Regions from separate parts of the Mus musculus genome. Here region 1 is linked to region 2. Evidence: chromatin contacts called from public promoter capture Hi-C data. All regions are on one chromosome and are shown on one strand. Each heading gives the region's core, a stretch centred on a gene start, on an enhancer-like site or on the middle of the called end of the contact. The rest is flanking DNA. Distances are from core to core; before and after follow the strand shown. Region 1 holds the start of Colca2 (COLCA2 homolog). Region 2 holds the start of Layn (layilin).

Region 1 (5,884 bases), core at 1,924-4,423, 200 kb before region 2:
GCAGATTTCTTCGCTCTTATCCCTGTAGACACCAGGCTTCTAAAGAGCCTGTCTTCCAGTCTGTGTTCTCTCTGGAGAACTCAGTCACCAGCACTACTGTTCTTGATATTGTCAAGGGAAAACTGTGACCTTAGGCCCCCTCTGCTCAATCCTGTGTGAAAGGGGAGCTGAAGAAATATATTTAGTGTAAAAGAATGAGACAGCACGAGGGGAAAGAGAGGCATGTATAGAGTCAGAGAGAAAAGAGAGACAAGAAATGAAAATAAGTGTCAACATGGAGAAAAACAGGGGACAGAAAAGGGGGGGCAGAATAAACAAAACAGCCAAAGGACAACAAGGAGATCTTAAAAGCAAGACAGAAAGGAGGACAGCAAGGGAAAACATTGACTAGAGGAAAGAAGGATGTGGTCCCAGGGAGAGGGTTTCTCTCAGATCCCCTGGTCCTTTCTCTGGTCTGGTCCTCAGGCCTGGCTTTACAAAAATAGAGTCCAGTGGCTGATAAACACCAGCTGGACCAAATACAACCACATCTCACCCTACTTCTCCACCGCCAGATGCTACTTCAAGTGTCCCCAGCCCTGACCCTTTTCCAGATATGTGGCTCCACCTGCCTAGCAGACAGGTCTACCCTGAATGCTTGTATCACCCCCAGAGACCCTTTAGCTGAGCTGTTTGTTAGATACTCTATATCTAATATACTATGTCTGATATATTTTTAAGTTTTCAGACTTTTTTCTAAAGATTTTTTAATCTAAAGCTTGGGTTTTTGTTTTGGTTTGGTTTTGGTGTTTTTTTTTTTTTTTTTGGCTTTTGTTTGGTAGGTTTATTTTTTGTTTTGTTTGCACTTCAGACAACTCGGGGATTAAAAGAGAGAGGCCTATACCATCACTTTATCTGCATTCCTGGAAACCTCCTAGTTATTTGCAAAGGGGACCCTTCTGTCCCCCTGTGACATCTTGACCTGACATTCCATATCACTCCAGTCTCTTCATCCTTCAAATCACAGGACAGAGAGCAACTCAGGCAGAGCTTCCAAAATACACATCAGCATGGGTCGGAGTTACTCATATTCATGAGGGATCCAAGAAGACAGGTTGGTTCCAAATTCCTCCTACCTCTCTCCTCAGAGCCTTCAAAAGAAAGAAAGAAAGAAAAAACCATGCCCTTCCTCTAAAGGAAGCAGGAGTTCTATGAGGTAAAAAGTCTGGGGTTCGAGGAATTAAAAACAAGCCAAAACATAGGAATAGGGATTGCCACAATGCAGCAGTGGAAACCTGGCCTAAAGGAATCTCAGGTGGGTCAAGGAAGCTGTGCTGGTCTACAGCTCCAAAGAGCAAAGAGCGCTGATGTTTAAGGACTGCTTGCTGGAAGCCCAGTGTCTGTGACCTAGCAGGAGGGAGGATGCAGACTGGACAGGCAAGCCTTGTGGCCAGGCAGGGCCAGAGGGATACAAAGCACAAAGTTTTGGCCTCTGCCGTCCTCTGACCTGCAGCCTGGGCCCAAAGTGGCTCTTTGCTGTGCCACACCCTCTGTCTGCCATGTTCATTCCCCAAAACCTGCCATTTCCCCTTAAAATGGAGAGTGGACAAGAGAGATTCAATGTGGCTGTCCAACCTGGTTCAGGTGGTCCACAGGGAACAGCCTAGGTCAGTGGGGACTTCAGGGCAGCCTTTGAGGCACTAACATAGAGCATCTTTGAGGACACCTGCTCTGCCTGTGGGCAGGTGGACAAAATGTTTAAAATAGGAGAAAAGCAAGGGTCAGGACCCAAAGGGATCTCCCTCTCTGTTTCTCTGGACTCTCTGTGAGGTGCCTGTGTGCAGGATTTCTGCAGAAGATAGTCCATTTTGTTAAGCCTTTGAATATTCAAATTGAAAGTATCGCGCAATCATTGATTGTCAAATCATGGGTTTCTAGAGGTTTTAAATACTTGGCATGAGGGGGAAAAAACTCAAACCTATACCCGAAGGTATAAAACATTAATTCTGTGTGTCTCCTGATCCAGGGACCTGGGTGCTGCCTCGTGTTTTGTGAAACTTTAAAAATGTCGCATCTCTGCCTTTCTCCCTGCACAGGAGCCTTCCTAGGTGCTGAGTCTCTGAAGCTGCAGCATCCAGTCTCCAGCCCAGCTCCTGCTGACCAGGATGTCGGGTAACTCAGATGCTTTTCCAGGGGTCGGGTCATGAGGGCCAGGGGCACTTGGATCCGAGTGTATTTCCTCTGCTTTTCCTGCGTATAACAGAGAGGCACAAAGTCAGGGAATAATAGTCAGGGCCGGGCATGGATCCAGAGAGGACGCGATCCCGCTGTGTCGGGTCCCTCTGGGTGACTGCCCCCCAGAGCAGAGGCCCAGAGACCCATAAGGCCACTCCGGACAATCGAGTCCCCCACGCCCCTGCCTGCCCTTTCACTTTTCCACCTTGGAGTCCTGGGAATTTGGAGGCGCCGACCTTGTGAGCCCAGAAGCGGCGGCGCGGGGGAGCTAGAGGCTCACGGTGAGCCCTGGACTGGAGCAGGACGCACCCGGCAGGGAACTGGGCTGGGGCTGGTCCCGCGTGGACCCCGAGGCGCGCCCGCGCTGCCTGCAGATCCCAGAGCCGACCCAGACAGTGGGGATGGGAGGAAAGGAGACTGGAGCGGAGTGGGCGCGTCCTGGCACTGCAGCAAGACAAACCGATGCCCAGGACCGGGAAGAACAGCGCACTAACTTTCCTTAGGGATCCTAACTTTCAGGATCTGGCTCGTGGGTGGGGGTCTCCCTGCTGTCCAGCCGCGGTCCCTACACTAACCAGGCGAGGCGCTGGTGGCCTGGCACTGTCTCCAAACGCCTAGGCCAGGGGCCACTGTGCTCCGCCCCTCCCCGTGATTCTAATAAGCGCTCTCTCCAGGGTCAAGGTCGGGTGGGAGTCACACTGGGCTTCTAAGTCAAACTCTATTCGGAAAGTGCCTCTGCCGGGTCTAGCCTGGCCTAACAACCAGTCAGACCTACTCACTGCGCTCTGCCGGGACCCCAGGCGGTCACCGGTCCCTCCCAGCCGACCCCCGCCTAGCACAGCCGGCTACTTGGGCTCTCCCAGGTCTCCCGGCCCAGCTCTGCCGGCTCAGGGGCGGCCCCTTCCGGAGGGCTGCCTCTAGGCGACTGCGCGGTCCTAGGGAGCCTCGGGATGCCATTACTCCAGAGCTGCAGCTCTTGCTGGAGAACTCTCCACAGCTCAGTTCTCCAAAAGCCTGCACCGGAAAGGGAGGGGGTGGGAAGAGATGAAGAGAGCGACAGAGTCGGAGACTAGAGGGAGGAAGGGGGTGAGGAAGAAAAGACATTTTTGAAAAAGAGAAAGGACCGACAGGAGACTATTTCCCGATCTTGGCTCCTTTTCTGGGGTCAGTGCAGTAAGTCCTTAACAGGGCCAGGACAGACTGACTGCCCCGACCCCTGTAGCTTGTCGCTTGTTTCAGGGCTTGCTTCCAGACCAAGGGCACCACAAATAAAGGTTGTACTTCCCCAGAAGCCATGCCTGGATTGATAGAGGAATACAGTGGGGCGGGGGGCATGGGGAGAGGGGCTGTTGTTCACATTATGGTGAGGTCCGCGAGATCAGTTGGAAACAGAGAGCACCCCAGATCCACAAGCTGAGCCGGAACCCCAGATTTAATATCGTAGCCAAAATAGCAGGCTTGTTTGACCTCCCTCCACATTCCAGAGCAGAACAGCTGGTACTGTCCTGAGGATGGGGCCCAGCTAGGGATGAATAATTTCATAGATGCCCACAGATACTGTTCCCACTAGGACCCTGAAGCACCTGCCTGTGCTTAACCTTTTCTAGTTTGAGAAATGTGGGTATTTTTTAACGTTATCTTTTCTTTCTTTTTCTTCTTCTTCTTTTTTTTTCTTTTCTTTTTCTTTTTTCATTCTCTTCGTGTGTTCTGCAAAGGTAGAAACTTGGCCTTGGGTATCCTAGCCTTACCAAGGGAACCCTCACTGTATCCCCTTGACACCCAAGCTTTGAAACTGACCACTAACCCTGTTGCCTCTCCCCAGAAAAACCTAAGGTGTATCAAGGCGTCCGTGTGAAGATGACCGTGAAAGAGCTTCTGCAGCAAAGAAGGGCACACCAGGCCACCTCAGGGGCAAACGTAAGCACCACCCTCTCCGTCTCTGTCCCTCCCAGTCCATCGAAGGCTTCGTTCAGCCCTGTGTCAGGGAAGATGCAGAGGCCACCCATAAGCACAGCCCTGTTCAGGGATTCTTACATCTGTCCCCAACTTCCCAGGTCACCATAGGCAGCCACCAAAACCTGTGGGACATGGTGTAGGGCTCAGGACTGTGGGAGGCTCACCTCTCACTGCTCATAGCTGAGTGGGGAAGGCTTCTTGGTCCTCTGCAAGGAAGAGAGGCAGCCAACAGGTTAAATATGTTTTTATAGTGTTAAGAGAGTATAGATACAGCCCCAACAAACTCATTGAAAAAAAATTATCTCCCAGAAACCCACCTAGTTTCTCTGTAATTTAGGCTCTGAGGTCATGTATATGAAAAACCAGCAGTCACTGGAAGTCTCTGGAAGAAAAGGCCTCTCTCTCTGGAATACACAGAACTATGACAGAACTGATCTGGGTAGTCATAAGACACTCTGACACCTCACATTTATAACCCAAGTGCTTGGGGCAGCTGCAGAACCATGTAAACTAGGCGTGCTTGTCCACCGAGAGAGAGTTCAATTTGAAGAGCCTTCTACACGTGACACTGTTAGTGCTTGTGGGTAGGTGTAGGTGTGGAGGGAGGATCAGACAGGATTCCAGTCATCTATGACTTCACTGGTCTGGTCAGCATGTGATCCTGTGCAAGTTCCATGTTGGACTTCATGAATGGAACTTTGGCACCTCAAGCAACAGGAGGGAGAAATTATGGAGTGATGGTGAGATAGGTTTCTGAGCCAGAGGACTTGGGCTTAGTTCTCAGTGACTCTGTGGCACGTGTCCTCCGATACATTGACTTACTAGAGGCTTCTTTGTCTGTTCCCCTAATTGTTCTGTTGAAAGCTAAGAAGAGTTGTATAAAGGCTAAATAAGTGTTTAGGGGCATTCTCCACAGAGAGTGCTCAACAGATCACTAAAGTAAATTCCAACCAAGGGTGGATGGGCCGTTTGCACTAATGTGTATTACACCTTTCTCTCAGAACTTAGAGTTGAAGCACATTTGCTATGATTTGATACACACAGCTAGATAAATTAGTTGTCCCCATTTGCAGAATATCAGGCAACAGTAGAATGTTCTTATAATACTAAGGTGGATTTTCAGTGATTCTTTGTTCAAAGTACCTTTGTATATTCATTATTTCATTTGATTGTAATGATCAGATGACATGAAGAGATCAGAAATCTGTATGCCTCATGACAGCTAAGATCCAAAGTCTTGAAGTTAGAAACAGGCTAAAGGTAGAAACAAGATCATCTTATTTTTCAGTATTGGCTCTCTAAACTCATCTTTCTACAGAGCCGATCATACTAACAGGAGTTTAATAACCTCAGTAGTTCATAACTATACCATTAATAAAACGAGGACCAGGAGCTTGGTACTTGCAGAACTCGGCTTCAGCCATACCCAGAGCATCCCACTTAGGCAAAGCAATCCTGTGGCTGTTGGGTTCTTAGAATTGGTGTGACCACCCTTGGCTCATAGCAGAGTACAGGGCAAGAGGAAGGATTGCATCTCAGTACTTGACCAGGCTCTGATCTTGAGAGAAGTCTCATTTGCCATTTTCTGAGTTCCCTGTGAGAATGAAGCAAGCCTTCAGAACCAATGTCTATTAAGAACATAACGCTGCTTTCTGGGATATGCCCTACTGTGCTTCCTAGAAAGTTCTCATCCCCGCCCCTTCCAGCTCACAGG
Region 2 (5,470 bases), core at 2,945-5,444:
AACATTTGTGTCTATTTTATTTATTGCATACTATTGCATTTGACATCATACCATAATCATTTTCGCATCATAATCATCCCAAACTCCTGGTTTTTGTTTGACTTGAAAGGTGTTTCCACAATGTATATATTTTATTTGTATTATGAATATTCAATAAACAAGAATAAAATGTCCTATATGACCCCTGATTTGGGTACTATCTGCAAAAATAATAAAGCAAAGATGAAAAAGCATTCTTAAAAGCTTAAAGCCTTCTTTTAAAAATACTCCTTTTCCAAAATGTGGTTTATGCCATTTGTAGAACAGGTCTGAAGCCAGAGCTGAGCTGCTACTGGGTCCATGAAAAAAATGGGCCTAGCTGGCTGTGTCTTATACACAGCTGCATAATCCTATTGACAGCCCACCTCTGGCATATACTGGAGAGCAGACAGTTAAGGATTTGTTCCTTCTACACATCAAAGCATCCTGTGTATACTGGCACAGTGAAGTATTTCTCACACAGGTGGCGATCATGGAGACTGACAGCAGGTTGTCAAAGTCTGAAGTTCTATATCATACAACTAATGTCTTTTTCTCTGATTCTACACTCACTGGGAATTCTTTCATTGCCGAAAGGAAGACAATATGCTCTGCAGGCCAACCACTGGTTTACCCTAGGATTATAATCCTCTGTGTAAACATATTACAAGTTAAGCAGCTGTCTTAGTTAGGGTTTAACTGCTGTGACCAGACACCATGACAATGGCAACTTTTTAAATTTTTTTAAAGATTTGTTTTATGTTTATGAATTTACTGTCACTTTCTTCAGACACATGAGAAGAGGGCATCAGATACCGTTACAGATGGTTATAGTCACCATGTGGTTGCTGGTAATTGAACTCAGGACCTCTGGAAGAGCAGTCAGTGCTCCTAACCGCTGAGCCATCTCTGCAGTCCCTAAGGCAACTCTTATAAAGAACAACATTTAATTGGGACTGGCTTACAGATTCAGAGGTTCAATCCATTATCATGAAGGCAGAATATGGAGGCATCCCAGCAGACATGGTTCAAGAGGAGTTGAGAATTCTACATCTTATCTGAAGTCTGCTAGCAAAATACTGGCTTCCAGGCAGCTAGATTGAGGGTCTAAAAGCCCACGTCCACAGTGACACACCTACACCAACAAGACCACACCTACTCAAACAGGGCCACACCTTCTAATAGTGCCACTCCCTGGGCCAAGCATATACAAACCATTACAGCCATCATCATCCAAACACCTAAAATCTGACTTCTTCCAGAGGTTCTGAGTTCAAAAAGGAGTCGAGTATCCACAGTCCAAAGTGTTTTGAGTGCTGGTATGCTATCAGAAGTAGAAAATGTGTCTTCAGTGGACCTGAATAAATGCAGATACACTAAAAGTATCATAGAAGGTACTAAGGAAATGGCTTGGTGGCCATGAGTGCTTCTCACATAAGCATGAGAACCTGTGTTTGGATCCCTAGCATCTCCACAAAAGGCCAGACATACAATATCAGCACCTACAATCCCAGTCTTGGAGGCAGAGACTGGAGGATCTGTAGAGGTGACATGGCTCTCACTAGCCTACCAATCTAGGCAATTGGTGAGCTCCAAATTCAGCAGAGACATAGTCTCAAAAAGTGATATGGATAGTAAAATAAGCACAAAATAAGAAGTGGAGGAAGACACCCAATGTCACCCAATGTCTGGCCGCCATAAGTCATGCATAAGTACACACACACACACACACACACACACACACACACACACACAAATGCATACATACATGTACCACACATACAAAGCACAGAAATTGTATTATAGAACATTACTTTCAGACTGTGTTATAAGATGTATAGGAAACAATTCTGGGTTTGAAATTGGGTCTTATCACCAAAATATCTCATTATATATGTGTGAATATTCCAAAGTGCAAAAAAAGCATTTTAACTGGTTTTTTAATTAACTTTGAGCTCATCAAGCTGAGGAATGGATCCTGGGCCAAAGAAATTTTACCAAGGAAAATAACGCATTATGAGTTTTCTTGTCAACTAGCCCTCCCACAGTGGCACATGCCTGAGTTGCCAGGAATAACAGGTAGTTCTTACTACAACAGGACCACTTAACAAAGAGTTCTAAAGCAATCTTTGGAGCTCATACAAGGTCAGCTCAGGTTCTGACTGATCTGATTCCAGGCTACTTGAAGCACTCTGCCAATGGACTGCATCACATACCACCCTCTTGGGGACACTCATGAACCAGTAGGATATCTGAGGCCTGCTCCTCTCAGAGAGTCAGACGATGAAAGAGAATAAGAACAGGAAAGGGGTTTTCTGCTGTGGGCTCCAAGTCCTGGTTTATTCCATTGATTAATAACTCTCACGGCCTAGGGAAACATTCTACTTTTTTAGTAAAGAGAACTCTATTAGCATAATAAAGAATATGTATCCTGGGAGGTGGGAAGTATTGGGGTCATTACTGTAAGCCACTACACTCAGTTAATTGCATCTGCTAACAAAGCCCCGATATGGACCAAAGTCAGAGTGTCAAAGGGAGAACTGAAGACACAATTATTTAAAGCAATGTGGTAGTTTCATAAGTGAAACAGATCTTGTAATATTAGAAATAAATTATTTAAGATGACATTAAGTCAAGTATAACTGCACATTTTCATACATATTTGCCTCGGCAAACCATCACAAAACTGTTATGGCAATTATTAATGCCATCAAGATATATAATGAATAAAATGACTTGCCAACGGACACACAGACACCAAGGAAATGCAGCGTTTCAAGCAGACCATCAGGTGCCACTTCTGTGTCCCACCACCACCACAGTTGCTTTGCTGGGGAGACAGTCTAGAGAGAATGGTTGGTGTGAGATAGTCTAACCGGAACACAGGAAAGGGTTGCCAGTCCCCACCTGTTGGTGCCGGGGTTCTGTAATCACACAGCTCCTGCTCTGTTCTCAGCTGGAGCTAAGACAGATCCATCCCTACTCCTGCTTTATCTCAGGCCTGTTTAGAACAAGTGTGTCAAGAGTGTGGAAGCACCTCTGCTTCGTTTCTTAAAAGATTTATTTATTTGCATTTTATGTGTTGTGGGTGTTTTCCCAGCATGTATGTATGTATGTATGTGCATCACATGCAAGCCTCGTGCCTCTGGGCCAGAAGAAGACAGGAGATCCCTGGAACTGGAGTTACAGTTGATTGTGAGCCACTGCCCGGTGCTGGGATTGAACCCAGTCCTATGCAAGAGTAATGACTGCTCTTAACCACTGGTCCATTTCTCAGGGCCCCTTCTCTGCTTTTCTGACTGCTCTGCTGAAAAGCTGGATAAACAGGAAAACAGAAGCAAACTGGAACCAAAATCCAGAAGGCAGTAACCGAGATGTGGTTTCTGCTACGCTTCGCAATACCATAGTATACCGGAAAGATCAATGAACTCTCAGCTTTCTACTTCATAGATTTTCGATGGGAGACTGGATCTACTGTGCGAATGTATTTGAGAACACACATGTAAACACAACTACTGTGGGAGTGTAAAGGGGAGCATACACTTGGGTTGGTTATGAAAGCTTCCATAGGAAGAATAGGATCATTCTTTGCAACGGGAGTCATTTTTCTGTCCACCAAAAGCTGAACTCCACTAAACCACTCCTATCTTCCAATATGTGCCCTACACAAAGCAAAGTGTCTTTCTGGTTGAGATCTGGAATACTCTAGCTTCTGCTGGAGGTCTCCCTCAGGCCAAGTCTGAAATGCCTCTAGTCAGTAGACACACTGCCTGCTTGAGAATCTGTTCCTCCCTTGCTCAAGTTCTTTCCCAGGTGCTGCCCTGGTCTGACGCTTACTGTGGTGTAAGTAGGGGTTTTGCTACTTTAGCCCACTAGAGCTGGGTAGTGATGAGGGCAAGAGGCTATACTGTTTGAAAGTACAGTACCCGCTTTCCACCTTCTGGGAGTTCAAAAACTAGTGGGATTTTTCTCTTAGGCAAACTCAGAATCTCCCTGGGCGGCTCTCTGCAAAGAGCGGCCCCTTCCGTTGGCTACTCCCCCTGAGTTAGCAGTTTCTGGAGTCCAGAGCACTAGACGTTGGGGGCGGGCCAGCCCAAGGGGCTGCCTTCCCCCGCAGTGACGTCCCAGGGGGTGGATGGGCAACCAACGACTCAGAGCCCTCCCGGACTCCGCCCAGTGCGGGGTCTGTGGATCCTTGGGAGATGCAGCTGCCTTGGTTGCAGTTGCTCAAACGCAGTCGTCTACTTGCCCACTTCTCTGCCTTAGTCCCAGGGTGTCGGGAGGCACTGGAGTCCAGCCATGCAGCCGGGAGCAGCGCTGCAGGCTATGTTGCTGGCGGTGCTGCTGGCCAAACCGAGGGATTCGAAGGGTCGCCTGCTGAGCGGTGAGTGTGTGTCCTGGGGGAGAGGGCTGGTGCCAGAGCACCTGGGGTTGATGCACCCAGTAAACCTCAGCAGTTGAGGACTGTCTTCAGGGTCACTGCACCCTGGCCCCTTTATGTAGTGGGGCAATCCCCAGATCCAACCCCGGACCCAATCAGCCTTCTTGAATTCTCTGCTTCCAGGGAGCAAAAATGCAACCAGCTCCAGTTCCTGGGGCCACCCTAGGTATCCGCAACGCTGGAAGTCAGTTCTCTCCCCGGGGTTACTAAGGGGTGAGGAGGATGTAGCTTGGGTGGGGCAGTTGGCAAACTTCTTCCAGTGAGTGCCCCTTGAGCGCCATGCTGCCTGGACCCTTCTAGTGGAGGCAGCCGATCCTGGATCCGCAGGGCTATGGGAACTGTACCTGTTACTCTCCTCTGAGGGGAGGGTGGCTGGCCTGGAAATGCTTGGAGATTGGGAAAGCGCCTAGTTAGCCAGGAACCAGCCCTGCCAGGCTCCAAGAGTGACTCTCTGCTTCCTTCCCTGTGTGTGTGTCACTGCAGCCTCGGACTTGGACCCCAGAGGAGGTACAGTGGTCCGACTTCTTTCTTGTTCCACTAGGTCTGCATGGGGCGCGGGGGTGGGGGGGGGGGTTGGGGGGTGGGTGGGAGGAGCGTGGGCGGGGAGCGATCGGTATCTTTTTATCAGGTTCCCTTTGGCCAAGAGGGATGGAGTAGAATTGGAATCTCCACTGTATTCTAGCTTGTGGGTCTGGTTTAAGAAATCTAACTTTGGTTTCAGGATTGGGAGGGGGTGTTTGGCTAAGCAGAGGAGCTGCTGACGCCACTGGGAGGGTTAGGGCTGCATGGCTCTGTGCTTGGTGACAGGAGACCTCCTGCCTGCCCTTCCCCTTCCTGCAAATGAGAAAAGAAAGACACTTCCTGAAGGCAGGGGAACCAGATGGGTCCTGGGCCTCCTTCCAGCTCTGGTACTCCCTAGAACTCACTAGCATACACTAGACATATGCCGCCAGCCTGGACCATACAGGAAACTCTATCAAGGTGTTAAGCTTTCTCTTGGCAGTCTGGCCT

The links. Capture Hi-C pulls out chosen DNA fragments and counts their contacts.
Region 1: a contact with region 2 is called in a promoter capture Hi-C map of liver. The contact joins the promoter of Colca2 here to the promoter of Layn in region 2. A contact is called at or near these places in 14 of 39 promoter capture datasets (the 3T3-L1 cell line, cranial neural crest, embryonic stem cells and 7 more), 4 of 484 Hi-C or Micro-C datasets (all in embryonic stem cells), 2 of 115 datasets of contacts at active chromatin or transcription factors (astrocytes and embryonic stem cells) and 3 of 9 other capture datasets (adipose tissue, liver and pancreatic islet).

Annotation. Positions count from the first base shown.
Region 1 is chr9:51,275,843-51,281,726 of GRCm38.p6, reverse strand. It overlaps Colca2 (COLCA2 homolog), which reads left to right and starts at 3,173. Exons shown (of 5, transcript NM_001195681.1): 1 at 3,173-3,387; 2 at 4,037-4,131. The coding sequence starts at 4,072. It overlaps Gm32819 (a long non-coding RNA gene), which reads right to left. Exons shown (of 9, transcript XR_003948163.1): 2 at 4,488-5,764; 3 at 4,335-4,376; 4 at 1-4,189.
Region 2 is chr9:51,075,818-51,081,287 of GRCm38.p6, reverse strand. Layn (layilin) reads left to right here and starts at 4,194. Exons shown (of 8, transcript NM_001033534.1): 1 at 4,194-4,402; 2 at 4,943-4,966. The coding sequence starts at 4,318.